2 separate regions of the Mus musculus genome follow, and region 2 is linked to region 1. Evidence: chromatin contacts called from public promoter capture Hi-C data. All regions are on one chromosome and are shown on one strand. Each heading gives the region's core, a stretch centred on a gene start, on an enhancer-like site or on the middle of the called end of the contact. The rest is flanking DNA. Distances are from core to core; before and after follow the strand shown.

Region 1 (7,535 bases), core at 3,084-5,583:
TTGCTATTTAGACTTAATAAGCTGATAACATAGTTAAGAGTAGACTAGAAAACAAGATACGGCATTTTAGAAAAAGAAGTCTGGATGATGTGCCCGCGCACCCATGTGTGTGTGTGTGTGTGTGTGTGTGTGTGTGTGTGTGTGCAGTTCATCTCTCTATCTGTCTGCCTTTCTCTGTTTGACAGGTTAGGAACATATGGAAAACAGGGGATAGGAACCAAAAACAGAGCAAAGTACAAAGGTTCCCTTCTAGCCCAAGTACAGAACAGACAAACCCAACCCGTGTCATCTGATTAGATGGGGTCCTTTTTCACACTGAGACTCTGAAATAAAATAAATAATAAACAGGATGTATATTTAGATGTTTAGAATAGAGACTATGAAAATGTAAAGATGAAAAAAAAAAAAGATCAGGTAGGATAGACTGTGTGGACAAACAGGACAAATAGAAAAGAAACGGAGTGTGGACTAATTGTGGAGGGAAAGAAGCATCATGTGTAAGCACTGTGCTTATCAGATCCACAAACAATCTGAGTATTTAACTTGAAACATTTTTAAAAACCCAGCATGTCTTTGCTGCTTTAGCCTTTTCTTTAAGGGTGATTTTCATCCATGGGAAACTAGTGTTTGAAGCTGAACTCGGGCTATCTGTCACACTCAGGTTATCTCTAGCCCGTTTTTATGGTGTGTTCATTGCCGTCTGTAAAGTCTGTGAGACAAGTGAAAATTCCAGCTGGCTGAGAGACATAATTTACTCCACAAATGAAGTTATGCTATATATACACAAGATAAACCAATAGCTGCTAGATTTATGGCAAGCTGTTATAATAACAGATTAAAAAAAAAAAAACCCAATTCAAACCTTAGTTACTCTTTCAAAAGTGAAATCTTTATCTTGTTTAGAAATGATTTACTCCTAGTACCCTAGAAGCTAAGCCAACTACAGGCAGAAAATAAGCACATTCATATCCATATCAATATCAATTTCTCATTAAAAAAGGATAAAATGCCCAAATAGGTAGTCTATTATTTGTCTTGTGAAATCTCTACCTTAGCTTTGAACTATAAACCTTCTTACTCCTCTAGAACTTATCCTAAATATAAGAGATAAATCAACAGCTTCATAGATACGGGGCAAATTGCCACAAAATAGGTAAAATGTATAAACAGAAGATGTGCGATGTCAAAATCCTGCTTAGTGTTAATACAGAGTTCTGTCACTCCACTCTGAACTAAAAATGGTGGTAAAGCAAGAGATGATAGCTCCTGAGCACTCTTCAAAAATGGATAAAATGTTCCAATACAAAGAGCAGCTAGTTACCTAGTGAAGTGAACGATGCATAGTAACACGGCGTAGCTTCACTCACCCTTGTGAAAAGCCGGCACAAAATAATCCACACGGGGGAAAAAAATCTTAAAAGTCACCTGGATAGTAAATACCATAAGTGCTTAAGATCTTATCTATCAATCTATCAGTATTAGGACATATTGGTATTTAATGTTAGTTAAATGCTCAAGTGTCAATTAATTTTGTCTATTCACTTAAATATTGTTTGTTCTTTCAGCTAGCAAGAAAGTTTTACCTAAACAGCTGCTATTGCCTTTTCCCTAGGAGAACTATAATTTGAATAAAGTTAAAAAAAAAAAAGGTGTATCAAGCATTAAAAAGCATCAAGGATATTGATCAGAATTATATCTCCATGTGATAATCCTGAGGCGGGGAGCCACGGCTCAGCTCGTTGGTTTGAAATACTTAGGTGTTGTTGCTGTTCATATACCTCAATCAGGAAATATTAATTTAATGTTGCTTATTTTTAAAGAAAATTGTAAAATTAGTATTATTTGATGCTCAAAATCCACTACTTGGAAAGAAAACAGGGGAAGAAATTAATTTGATTCAATATTTAATTTTGAGAAAAAAAAGTATATACAACCCTATAAAAACCCATATTCTTTAGATCCCTCTGTAAGCATAGAGGGAAGTCTGGAAGGGCAAACCGCACTTTGCCGACACCAGAGCAAGCCAAGGATGTCACAGGTGATCTTGGTTGCCTTAGTAAGGTACCTTCTGGAACTTGGACCATGAGAGAGAATTACTATTATTACACAAGTACCAACAAAGCCATATCTATTTTTTAGGCCGTCAATCAATCAAAAAATAAAAATACTGGCTAACATTTTGAAATGAAAAAGTCAAATAAATTTAAGCTCTGAAAGATGGGTGATTTTTAAAACTTGAATTTTCCTTACTTTTTAGATCCATGTTTTCTGTAAGTGTCAGTTTTTTAAAAGTGAACTCTTAAAAAGCTCTCAGTGAACAGCTTGGTGAATTAACTTTGAGGGTGAAAGAAATTGCTCGTAAGCATATGAGAGTCCCGCAGTCACCGGAACAGGGACTGTTAAATAAACATTGTTTTAAAATCCTGGAATCAGTCTGTCTTGCAGAAAAGGATAAACACTTTTAAATTAAAAGTAATGATTATGTTCGCCCAATTTCCTAGATAAATGTCCTTTGCTCTTGGAAATCTGCACTTATTTATTTCTGGAGGTCAACATTTAATTTCTAATAAGTAGATTCCCAGGAAATGAATGAGTTTTGCTTAGTGCTAAAAAGCTTAATGCTTTGTACAGCGCAGGGTCCTGTCGTTCACAATGGGTCAAAGTCTTGTTTTTCCTTTAAGGAAAAAAAATGCTGCAGAAGTATTGCTGAAATATGCTCAGTTTTAGTCTTTAAAAAACAAATATGTTTCATCTGTGATTTATAAATCTAACTCAGTTGTAGACAATTTGATTTTCCTTTTAACCTTAACTTTTTTGACAAAGATTAGCAACAGATTGTTAATTTTCTCAGCACCTAAGACTTTGAGCAGCTTAGGTGGGAATCCGAATTAAGGTTTTATTTAACATCCTTTCCCAGTCAGTATTTGAATGCCTTGTTCCTTTGCAAATTTCTCTAACAAAACAACAACAACAAACAAACAAACAAAAAAAATTTACAGGTTTATGTTTCAAGCCAAGGAAATGCTTGGAGCTGAGTCTCGGTGACCTGTTTCAAAGGTTTGAACCTACAGTTACTGCTCCCCAAAACATTCATTCACCCACAAGATTTAGAAACATAAAACGGCGCGGGGTGGGGGGGGAAGCTGAGGTCTCCGTGTAAACCTCACAAAGTCCGTAGCTGAAGGCTTCCAAAGCCCGCCAAGAACATTGGAAGCATCCACAGCTGTTTTCAATTGTTCTTGCTTTCCCTTCGTAACGTATTTAGTAGGGCAATGGGTGCTGTTTGCAGCATCTCTGGCCCCCAGCCATGGTTGACCCTGACCTGCACACCGCCGTTTGGCTCCCAGAATTTCATGATCCTGCTTCCGTGTTCGGTAAAACCTAAGGAAAAATCAGGTTCGCGCCACCAGGAAATATGCTTTAAAAAAAAAAAAAAAAAAAAAGCGCGCGGGGGGGGGGGGGCTTCGATCTTTTAAATGTCACATTTTGGTGGTCTTTTTCTCTCTCAACCAGATCCCAGAAAATGAGAAAAGATGTACATCTTTGTGTAAGAGAGAAAGCAGCTGGCCAGACATGTCCTTTGGTTCACATCTAGGCCAGGGAGTCTCAATTGTGGGATAAAACCCCCATCCCCACCCCGAGGGGCAACGACCCCCCAAGTCTGTTTCAGGGATCAGAAGATGTCCACCACTAGGCTGGGGGGGCGAGGAGGGGCGCCCTTCTTAATGGAAACTGGAGCTGAATTCCTGCCCTGCTGGACAGGGAGGGGCCGTGGGGGTGCAGAGAGAAAGAGAAGGCCAGGGGTCAAGCCTGGGGAGGGACCCACTTGGCCCAAAAGGTGGGCTGCAGGGTGTCCTGAAAGAGGGGTGCTGTGAGGGGGAGGCATTGGGCATAGAGCGGGACTAGCACCCTTTGGGCACGCCCTGGTACCCCGGAACCCGAGTGGGGGAGTGTGAGGCGGCGGCCTGTGGGCCCCTGAACCTCCATGTCGCGCGCAGGCCACTAACCTGTCAGTAAGAATGTGCCAGTGGTCGCGGGGCTCATCTTGAGTGTCCCCCGACCCTTTCCCGTCCAAGCACAAGGGTCTCCCAGCTCCCACCACCAGAATAATAGCATTCTTGGCCTGCCTAAGCCAACCGTCCTCGATCCTCCCCTCCCCTCCCTTTCTTTTTTTCCTCCCAGCTTGGCCAGTTCAGCATCGCGCACCCCCCCTTCCTGAGCCCATGCTGCCCCTAGCGGCGGGCCAAAGCAGTGCATGCCGCGCCCCCACCCCATCCCCCAAGGCGCCCGCCCACGCGCCCCCCTCCGCCCCCGCTGCTCGCGAAGCACGCTGGGATTTGGCGCCCCCCCTCCTAGGATCTCTCTATATAAGGCAAGCAGTCCGGACTCCCGATACACGCGTTTCCAACTTGAGTTGGTGTGTGTCGAAGAATCCTGACCAACTACGACCTGGGGAGAGCAGCCAACCGAGAAGGTCCACCGAGCCTCGCCTAGGTCTGCTGCGCGGGCTGCGGTCCGGAGCCTTCTCCGGACCGCGGTCACCCAGTGGACCGGGCCGTCGCGGGACCCCTCATCCTTCGTGGCATCGCAGAGGAATCCTCGTGTGGTGAGTATGGTTAGGATTTTTTTTTTTTTTTTAACTCCAAGAAAACGGTCACACGCAATCCCCGTTTTACATCGGGAGCTGCGGGAGATAAAAGTAGCGCCCCCCAAAATATCTCCTCGCAAATTTTGTCAAGCCTTCAGTGGCCAGATCCTGAGACGAGAGCGTGGAAAGCAAGTCTTCACGGCTTCGGGTCCGCGAATTCGGTTTCCACGACTCGCGTCCAGAAATGGTCGGTAGACACATGAGCTGCGGACAGCGATGAGCTGCAGACGCACATGAGCTACTGACCGAATTGTGATGAGCTCCCCAAATACGCTGCAAAGTGACTGGCTCTGCACTCTTAAGTGCCGCGCTACGAACGGATTGCACTGCAGACGGCCGCGTCTTGCGCTGTGATAAACTAACGGGCGCTTCATGCGCTACAAAATCCTAATAGGCGCTTCATGCGCTACAAAATACTCATAGGCGCTTCATGCGCTACAAAATACTCATAGGCGCTTCATGCGCTACAAAATACTCATAGGCGCTTCATGCGCTACAAAATACTCATAGGCACTTCACACGCTACGAACTGATGGGCGCTTCATGCGCTTCGCTGTACTAATGGGCGCTTCATGTGCTACGATGTACTAATGAGCGCTTAATGCGCTTCGCTGTACTAATGGGCGCGCCATGCGCTTCACTGTACTAATGGGCGCTTCATGCGCTTCAGCGTACGAACGAGCAAATGAAACGGGCGAACAGGCGAACCTGTGAACGGGGCGAACGGGGCGCTTCATGCGCCACAAACCAGCCCGAACTACGGTGATACCCAAAACCGATTCGTGTTTCACGTATTCAATTTGGAAAGCTGCAGGAGAGTAACCAAACGCAAAAGCGCAACAAGAGTGAATTTAGAAAATGCGCTACAAACTGCGGCACAGGCATAAGACCTGCAGCCTCTTAAGTGACACAGAAAGTAGCGTTGGGAAGACGAGAGAACGTATCTCTCCTTGGTGAGGGGACAACACAGTTCACCTTTCGGGTCAAAACTGGCTCCGTTTTCCTGTCGGACGGCTATCTGCATGATGGTGGTGGTGCTGGTGGTAAACAAAATGGAGCCCTGGGAGGCCAAAATTGGTTTTAACATTCTGCCCACGTAACTCCTGCTTATGGCAGTGGAGTGGAGGGGTGCTGGATTTTGGAGATGGCGGAATGGCCTGCCTTGTCTAGTGGTGATTGATTGAGGTGACGGTGACGGTGCACTGGACTTGGGGACACGAATGGGTGTCCAGCAACAGTTTGTGGAAACTGTCCGGTTTTCTGGGTGGGCACGAAGCCAAGGTGGGAGGTGGGAGATGATGGGAGGTGGGAGATGATGGGAGGTGGGAGATGATGGGACGGTGGGAGGTGGGGGATTCACTCTTGCTGCACGGAAGGGATCTGGTGGTTGGGAGCTGGTGGGAGGGGTCTGGGGAGGTAGGGGGGCGGGGGGAGGCATGCAGTCATTCTGCAGCCCTGTTGTAGCCAGTCTCAGACCTGCCCCGCCCATCTAGCCTTGCCTCATCTGCAGAGAGGCCGCGCGCCTCGCCTGTCGCGCGCTTTTCCAGAACATGCTTCCACAGGCCCAACCTCCCAAGTGCTGACGCCTTAGAGCCAGCCTACCTGGTCCCCACCCCCAAGGCCCGCCTCCTCTGAGGTGGCCTGCCTAGCCCCCGCCCCCAAGGCCCCGCCTCTCTTACTGTTCAGCTCCTCCCAGAGCTCCTCCAAGGTGGCCCAGAGCCCCGCCTTCCCCCAGCCTGCTTGCGCCTGCGCAATGCGGGCTGCAACCCCTCCCTTCAGGTTTGCCTCCAGTGCGCATGTGCGCCTCTGCCTGTCTGAGCCTGGCTGCACAGCCCCGCCTCCCTGCGGTTTCTCTGTTGCGCGGTTTTATTTTTTGTCCACAGGTGTCTAGTAAATAGAAGAATAATAAGAATAATTAACAACAATAATAATAAGTATACCTAACATGCATAAGCACTTTTAATAAGTGCATTGCATTATTAAATAAAAAGATCCCACAATTAAAACTCCTGATAGTGGGGGATATGGGAACTTTTAAAAAGGCCTAACTGATGCCTTGAAGCAATGAAGGCAATTACTTATTTTAAATTAAAAATTAAATTTAAAAATATTTTCATATTTAATTATTTGATCAAGACACCATTGGACTTCCTGGAATTAAATGCTTTGGAAAATACAAAGCCAGAGGTGACTAGCACTGTGTTTCTTAGGAGTTTTCAGGGGCTTTAGTGTCATGGCTTGGCTTCTGAGAGAGATGTTTGTTAGAATAGAAAAGGTTTGTCATTGTTGTTGTTGTTGTTTTTGTTATTTCTTAAACATTCTAGGTGATTAGCCCTGGCTGACCTGCCTACATATAGTAAAGTGTGCTTGGCACATAGTAAGGATTTATTAAATGTGTGTTAAATGGCCAGAATAAATTAATTATTCATTGTCTTGCTGCGGGACTTCAAGTTTTTTGAAATTTTGTTCCTTTTTCTTAAGGAGCTTTGCTGTCCTGAGTTGAGTTGCTGGCCCTTTTGAAAACACATTTAAAAGTTTCTTTTTAAAAAAGTATGGTTTTGAACTTCAGTATTGTAAGCTGTAATTATAATATGAACCAACTAAATTATATTCCAAATAACTAGCTTTTTTCATAAAAAGCTAATTATTTGTTATCCCAAGTAATTAGCTTTTTTCATAAAAAGCTAATTATTTGGTGTCCCAAGTAATTAGCTTTTTTCATAAAAAGCTAATTTAAATTTGGGGCAAGTGGGTTATTAATGCTACATATTGACATTTCAAATTCATGTGATATAACAGGGTGGTTACATTGCAGGACAGAAATGGTTACAACTGGCTTAATTAAACATCTGTGTAATTTACAGAGAAGCCAAATAGAAATGTTTCT
Region 2 (7,535 bases), core at 2,887-5,386, 330 kb after region 1:
CATGCATTTACCAAAACATAATAAATTCACACATCAATATTAATTTAAGACATTAATGATTATCTTATCATAGAGATTATATTATCTCTTAGTTAAATCATCTTGTATATCTTTTGGCAATCCAGAGTTCACATTTTATAATAGAAGAGGGGAAAGAAAGCAAAGATACTGTCAAACCTTTGTAATGTGTAGACAAACAGAAAAGAGGGAAAGAAGTCTGTGGTGGTTTAAGTAGGGTTGACCCCCATAGACTCCTTTGTTTCAATTTGCTTGGTCCATGGGAAGTGACACTATTAGGAGGTATGGCCTGGTTGGAATAGGTGTGCCCTTGTGGGAGGAAGTGTGTGAGTGTGTAGGTAGGCTTTAAGAACTCGCGGTGCTCAAGCTTTGCCCAGGAAGGAAGGGAGTTGTTTCCTGGCTGCCGTCTGACCAACATGCAGAACTCTCAGCTCCTTCTCCAGCACCATGTCTGCCTGCATGCTGCCATGACGATAATGGACTGAACCTCAAAACTGTAAACCAGCCCCAATTAAATGGCTTCCTTTATAAGAGTTGCCTTGGTCATGGTATCTCTTAACAGCAATAAAACCCTAATGAACACACAGTCAAAATGTGTTTCTTCATGGAGAATACAGTCTTACTGAGAAAAATCCTTACATATTTATTGAAAACTCATAGAAATAGTGCTTTAGTTTAGCTAGATTGCAGAAGACAGGGCAGTGTTTATGATTCAGTTTTATTCAACATTCTACAATTAAAAAAAAAATCACAAACTACTTGTAGATAAAACAAAAATTGGTTAAGACCTTGGACCTGAGAGAGTAACGATTAAGTAAAGACAGACATGTTCTGTGTTTACTGACTTGATGAGCTCATATTGTCAAGATGCCTTTTCAAAGTAACTCCAGAACAAATCCCAGTGGGCTCTGGTTTTCCTGGGAAACCTGGGAGACTGATTATAACGTTTCCATGCAAATGCAGACAAAAGACAGCAGAGGTCAAGAACTCTTCACTTACTTTAAGCGTTTACTGTATAACAGCCATGGAATTGGTGTATTGGTAGAATTATAAACACATTATGGAACAGACTGCAAAGTCCAGAGATCACCCCACAAGTGTAGAATCAACTAATTTGAAACAGTGTAGTCAAGTAATTCAATATTTGTAAAGAACAGTCTTTTTAACAAATGGTGTTGAAATTACTTGCTGTTTGGAAAGAAAGAAACCAGCCTTATGACACATTATGCCTGGAAATTAAATTTAACTTTAAGAAACAATTTTAAATTTAAGAAAAAATAGGAAATATTTAATCATAAAGTGGCAAAATTCTTAAGAATTAGAATTGATTGAAAGACATAATTTATTTCTGATGTCATTCAGCAGTTTATTCATTGAAAGCTACTCAGTAGTCCATCAGCAGTTGTGTGTTTATTATCGTGTTGACAAATAGTTGCTGGGAAGCTTGGATAACTTCATCACATCGTCAGTGTGAATTCACTTCTTCCCCATGGTGTTGTGGATGGTCATCTGTTGCAACAGACACTGACGGCTGTTTAAAAACACCGTAGACATAATTTGAAAAGCTGAGATGGGAAAGCATAAACTGGGAGAGGGTAGTAAATTAAACACATATGTACATATGTATACATTTTATGTGTATTCATATCTGTAGGATACATAGACAAAACATTTACCAGAACATATTGAGTTATGTCAGCTCAATCATAGAAATAAAGAACTCACATTTAGTAATGGACAAAAGTTTTGAAATAATTATCTCATGATTGAAAGACAAGATTGGAAGAAGAGGTCTGAGTGGTAAGCTTCGAAAGGATGGGTCCCTGTCGTGAGAGCAGTGACATCAGCAGACACCCACCTAGTGGCTGTCCCTGCAGAAGGTGCCTGCACCGGGTGTGGGTGAGGGTGTGCAGCAAATGTGGTTTCTGTGCACTGTGAGCTGACTATGAAATGGTACCCAGTTCTTCATAAGACAACTTGGCAACTGTTTGAAAAGTTACACATCCGTTTACTTCTGACTCGACTCCATTCTTAGTAACGCGTTAAAGGAGAATGAAAGCCTGTCTGTAAAGGCTCACATACTTATAATAACTTGATGCATATTATCCAAAATCCATCTTAATTTTTGAATTATTAATAGAAGGATATTTCTTCCAAGCATATTCCGTGCACAGTAAAACTTTCACTATACACTGCAGTTCCATTTAATTGAAACTTCAGAAGATTAATGTGGAGCTAAGGGACGAAGGATTCTGGGAAGCAGTCTGAGGAAATGCTTTGGGTGTTGATGGTCCCGTATTTTCACTGAGGTACTGATCACAGGCCGGTGTGTCTGTCATTTTTATTGAGCCAACCATTTAAAATAGATGCATCATCCTCTAGATGAATTGTATCTGACCAAAAATATGTAGGCTCCTACTTACACTTGATTGCCAACAGTAAATGAAATAATGAACAACTGAGTTTATGTCTAAGCTAAGTCTTTTTTGAAACCATGTGAAAGCACTTGGAAGAGGCAACTAAGAACGAAAGCTTTGGTCATCAGTGTCCTTATTCAGAAAATGGTCATCTGTGTTACTTAAGATTGACTAAAACAACATCCTATAATCAAGGATTGTTTATCAATTAAGTGTAGAAAAGACTAAGTGTAACATTTCAAATAATGATACTCATATTTAGAAACCATATATATATTAGACATATTATTTTCATTTTTAGAAAAATAGATTTATGTACTAACATGGAAGTAATGTTAAATAAACCACATTCTATTTACAAGGGCTGATCATAGATGACATGGCTTACAGAAAGTTAATGTCTTTCCAGTTTCGTTTTTAACTCAGTGTCTTATAAGATTAATATCAATTCTTGAATCACCCTCTTTTTAATGCACCCACTCAACACACACACACACAAGAGAGAAAGAGGAGAAAGAGAGACAGAGACAGAGACAGAGCAAAACTCTTCTATTTCTCCTACTTTGTAAAGTATCAAAAATCAATGCTCCTCCCCTAGCTACAGCATAGGGTCTACTGCAAAATGTTTTTTAGGCAGTTTTGTTTTGGGTTTTTGTTTTTTGTTTTGTTTTGTTTTGTTTGTTTGTTTGTTTGTTTGTTTGTTTTTTAGTATTGTGGGACATTGCTATAGAGATGTTTTAGGTCATTGGATACAGGAAACAATGTTCTGGCTTCCTTTTCTTAAGTCATCAATTGTGTGAAGAATTGTGACTTTCCTGAGGGTGTTATTCTTCATGGACAGTCCTTATTGCCACCCCTCTTCTACTTTGTTAGCTGTGTGTGTAACATCGCTTATCTTGCTGAATAATTCTGTCACCCCTTGGCTGTTCCAAATACATGGGTCATAGTATCTCTTAGTCTAAGTAGCCTGCTGCGAGCTTGAGTGTGACCACATTCATTAGCTGTTGTGACTGTACTCCACTAGTTTCTCTTAACCTTCCCGCAGATTCGTTATTGGACGAGAAAAACCAGGACAAGTGAGTGAGGTTGCCCAGTTGATCAGCCAGACCCTGGAACAAGAGCGGCGACAGCGGGAGCTTCTGGAGCGTCACTATGCCCAGTATGATGCTGACGACGATGAGGTAGGGACCTCCGTTCTTCCCCTTCCTGCACTTCTCACGTGCTGCTCCCGTGTTATGACCTCTTTGCCATTTCCTAGGGAAGGTGTCGTCTACACCAAGCTGGAATTCAACTTCATAGAAAAGAAGTGCCATTTGGACCTGAAATTCTCCTGGTGTTTGTGAACACTGCGGAAGCAAATCTGTCTTAACTTTTAATACACTATTGAAAAGAAATTCCTACAAAAAGGCATTCAAAGAACCCATATAAATAATGGCTGTATTGTTGGATTAGATGGTTTTTCTTTCTGCTTTATATTTTTTTAATCATTTCCAAATGTTCTAAAGTAGTATGTAATACTTTTTTTTGTTTTTGTTTTTTTTTTTTTGAAAAATCAGTAAAACATTAAATGAAAACATACACACATGCACAAACAAACAGAAAATAAATGAAGATGTCTGAGGCTTTCCAGAGGCTTCCCTCTCACCCCAGGAAGAGAACGTTTTTTGGATGTGCTCACAGTGATTTGTGCTAACACAGTGCAGAGCAAAGCATTTCCATTGGTGCATGTCCCATGGCACAGGTACACACTGGAACGCTCTTACATCCAGAGCTCTGTAGAAGATCAAGTGAATGAGTCAACACTAACCCCCAAGGGAACAAAGCTCTCTGGAACCCTTCTGGGCTGTAATGAGACACAGATACTGGACTATGTCTCATGTCAGTGCCAAGTGCATGCTGATATGCTGGGACAGCACACTTCATTGCAAACACATTCAAAATTTCATATGTTTCATATGGGCATGTCAAAAGATTCATCAATGATTTAATTGCAGTATTTCATACTTCATAAACATGTAAATGCTCAGATAAAATAAATATCCTTTTATTTTAATGACTGACATAAGCATAGTAATATTTCATACCTTCAACCTCTGCTAATCTAAATGTATTATTTATGTAGGCTCTATTTTTGCTTTCATCGAGGACACAGAAAGAGATTAATGAGGGGACATTTAGGTCTTCCCAATGTGTGTTGAATTTAGCATGTTTTAACAAATACATATGAAGTTTTCACTCCATTGCAGGTGGCATATAGATTAACATTTTGTTTTGTTCTGTTTTTGTTTGTTTCTTTAGACAGGTTCTCCCTCTGTGCAAGCAAGCCCAGGTTGCCTTTGAATTCATAGCAACCCTTTGCCCTCGGCCTCCCTGCTTCTGTGATTACAAGTGTGGCCACCCCACTTGGCATTAGTTACCTTTAGATCAAAGAGTAGTATATTAGAATGATTGTCCGTGGAGGAAATAGTCTCTTACAATTGTTTCCTCCATTTCAGTTTGCACTCGTGGAGGAATTTTGGCAAGAATTTTCTTATTGTACTGGAATACTAAATCTAAAAATATATTATCTAAGATTTTGAAACTAAACACAATATCTCAAAGCCTTGGCCCAGTTTTCACTTCCCGGCTCCAGTGTTGTATGGCTTACTAGAACCCCCTGGGCTGCAAGCCTTCTCTAGGATTATAGAACATTTTCTAAAGTTTAGATGGGTGCTTCTCTACTGATAGAAAGGTTTTATATTTGATAGTCTAGGGACTATGGGACATATCAAGTGGTGAGAAAAAGAAGAGGCCCACCTAAGGCTCTTTGTCCTTGGGTGTAAAGTACAGATGTTGGGCTCCATCTCAGAACTCCTTCCAGTGCCTAGTGTTTCACACTTAGATAAGTCATCCAGTCCAGAGTAAGGTATGGGAGCACACTGATAAGGACAGCCCTTGGAAAGCACAGGGAGGATGCCTGAGGATGCTAAGCTCAAGGTCTGCTCGATGTAAAGTTAGTTCTGTTTTGCTTGCCTGTGTTTAGTTAAAGAGAGGTTTACAAGTAAGAGAGTTGGCACTCAGAGAATTCAGTCATTTTAAACCTCCTCAAATAAGTTTTATATCTCATAATCATTTTTGTTCCAGGTACTTTGAGGATTTGACTAATCACACTTAGCTCCCAAAAAGTTCAACTGAAGCTTTTAGAGTCTCTGTGTCTCTGCCTCTGCCTCTGCCTCTGCCTCTGCCTCTGCCTCTGCCTCTGCCTCTGCCTCTGCCTCTGCCTCTGCCTCTGCCTCTGCCTCTGCCTCTGCCTCTGCCTCTGCCTCTGCCTCTGCCTCTGCCTCTGCCTCTGCCTCTGCCTCTGCCTCTGCCTCCCTCTGCCTGTCTTTGTCTCTGTGTGTCTGCCTCTCTCCCTCTCGTGTATGTATGTGTGTGTGTGTGTGTGTGTGTGTGTGTGTGTGTCAGAGAAAGGGAAGGAGAGAAGAGGAAAAGAGGGTGGGGGAGCTGATTTTCCTCTAATTTCATAGCTTGAGTGAATGAATGAATCTGATGAACATTCATACTTAGGGACATAATATTACTCAAAGTTTCTTCTTTACATGTTGGGGCTTATTTAGGTGTTTGTTTGACAAAAACAAACAGAATTCATTGCCACTTGAACGGATTTTTTTAGGGGAAAATGATTGCATAAAACCTGGGATCATACACTTGTCTACGAGTCAGTCTCACTGAGCCTCTAAAGCACTGGAGATAGATATTTTCCCCCTGTAAATTTAGTAGCCAAGATTTTTTTCTAGCTGCTGCACTAGTGGTTAGCAAATTTCAGCTTGATGCTCTCCCTGGCCTCAAAGCCTGAGCCCCACAGCGTAAGCTCACGCTGTGTTTGCCCTCATGGTTCTGTCTCTATTCAGACACACAGAATAACTGGACAACAAAGCATGTTAAGAGGATTCTTGTTTTGAGTGATGGCATTTCTTGTCGTTCTTCAGGTCTGTGAGCCTTTGTTTTGTATTTTTCATAATAGGGGCATTGAATACTTGGACATTTGCTTTACTGTAGGCAGCAATGCGTATCATCTACATAGAGTCCGAAGGAAAGATTAATTGATACAGAAATGCTTTACAAAAAGGATCAAGTTGAATGTCCTCTTCCTTTTACGGGTTGTAACAGTCGAAGTCTGGAGCCCTCTGTGTTACTGCAAGTAGCACTGACTTCCCTGAGGTCAGTCAGGCTTTGTGCTTGTCCTGCAGCCTTCTCCATTCTCAGGTGTCCACAGCACTGGCCATTGCAGGCACAGGCAGAGCAGCCATTCATTCCATCTTCACAGGAGAGATAAAGGCTGTGTGAACAATGGGAGCTCACTCCACGCTTACATCTTCTAGGAATGGCGCTTGATCCAGAGTTTTCATTAACACTACCAAATATTAAGTTGGAGGATTGGGGTGTTTATCTCTGTTTTCTGTTTACCCTCTTTCTCTGTTAATGGAAAGTAAAATGACCAAGATCTGAAGGAAATGAGAAGGACCAATATTGGATATCCAGTGGATAGATGGGCCTTGAATAATTGATTTAATTTCCTGTATAATTGGGCAGTTTGGAGATTTGCGTATCTTTGTTAGGACAGGCTCTGAACGCGTACAATCAGTTGCTTGACTTTCCACTTCCCTGGTAACTCCTGGAATCATCTTGTGATTTCAAATTTAGAATCGTTTCGTTTGCTAATATCTCCTGTGACCTTCCCTCGTCAGAGCCAGGAAACCCTCTGATTACATACAGAGCAAGCAAGTACAGCTAGCTCCTTCCCAACTGAACACCAAGATGAGCATTGCCCACAGAATGGTGCAGCACTTCTGGTTTCGATCAAATTATCCAGGGTTCATTTTAACTTGGAGCACATCACGTTGACAGGTTGCTTGAATTGGCTGTACAGGAAACATCTGGATGTGAGAAATATTTCCTGCAGTTGTTAAAGGACACTAGCCCTTTGTGAAGGGAGAGATTGTCGAGTATTACTTACGCCTCTGTTCATCTGCTGTAACGCTTTAGGAAATTATAAGTCATGCTCTAATAGAATTTGAAATGTATAGATAATCCTCAAACTATTTAAATTTCTGCTGCTTC

The links. Promoter capture Hi-C pulls out the DNA fragments that hold promoters and counts their contacts.
Region 2: a contact with region 1 is called in a promoter capture Hi-C map of second pharyngeal arch cranial neural crest, with 2.4 times the contacts expected there. The contact joins the enhancer-like site here to the promoter of Peg10 in region 1. A contact is called at or near these places in 4 of 39 promoter capture datasets (cranial neural crest, frontonasal cranial neural crest, neutrophils and 1 more), 1 of 484 Hi-C or Micro-C datasets (embryonic fibroblasts), 5 of 115 datasets of contacts at active chromatin or transcription factors (embryonic limb bud, embryonic midbrain, embryonic stem cells and 2 more) and 1 of 9 other capture datasets (adipose tissue).

What each region holds. Positions count from the first base shown.
Region 1 is chr6:4,742,973-4,750,507 of GRCm38.p6, forward strand. It overlaps Peg10 (paternally expressed 10), which reads left to right and starts at 4,334. Exons shown (of 2, transcript NM_130877.2): 1 at 4,334-4,606. It overlaps Sgce (sarcoglycan, epsilon), which reads right to left and starts at 4,232. Exons shown (of 11, transcript NM_011360.3): 1 at 4,008-4,232. The coding sequence starts at 4,116.
Region 2 is chr6:5,074,000-5,081,534 of GRCm38.p6, forward strand. It overlaps Ppp1r9a (protein phosphatase 1, regulatory subunit 9A), which reads left to right. Exons shown (of 16, transcript NM_001363809.1): 6 at 3,481-3,616. Among named protein-coding and RNA genes, the nearest start is that of Gm52886, 23 kb to the left of the region's middle. Within about 2 kb of position 4,137, at least 6 of the 459 cell types and tissues checked have an H3K27ac peak or open chromatin away from gene starts, as enhancers often do. A contact at or near this core is called in second pharyngeal arch cranial neural crest, where this site is marked.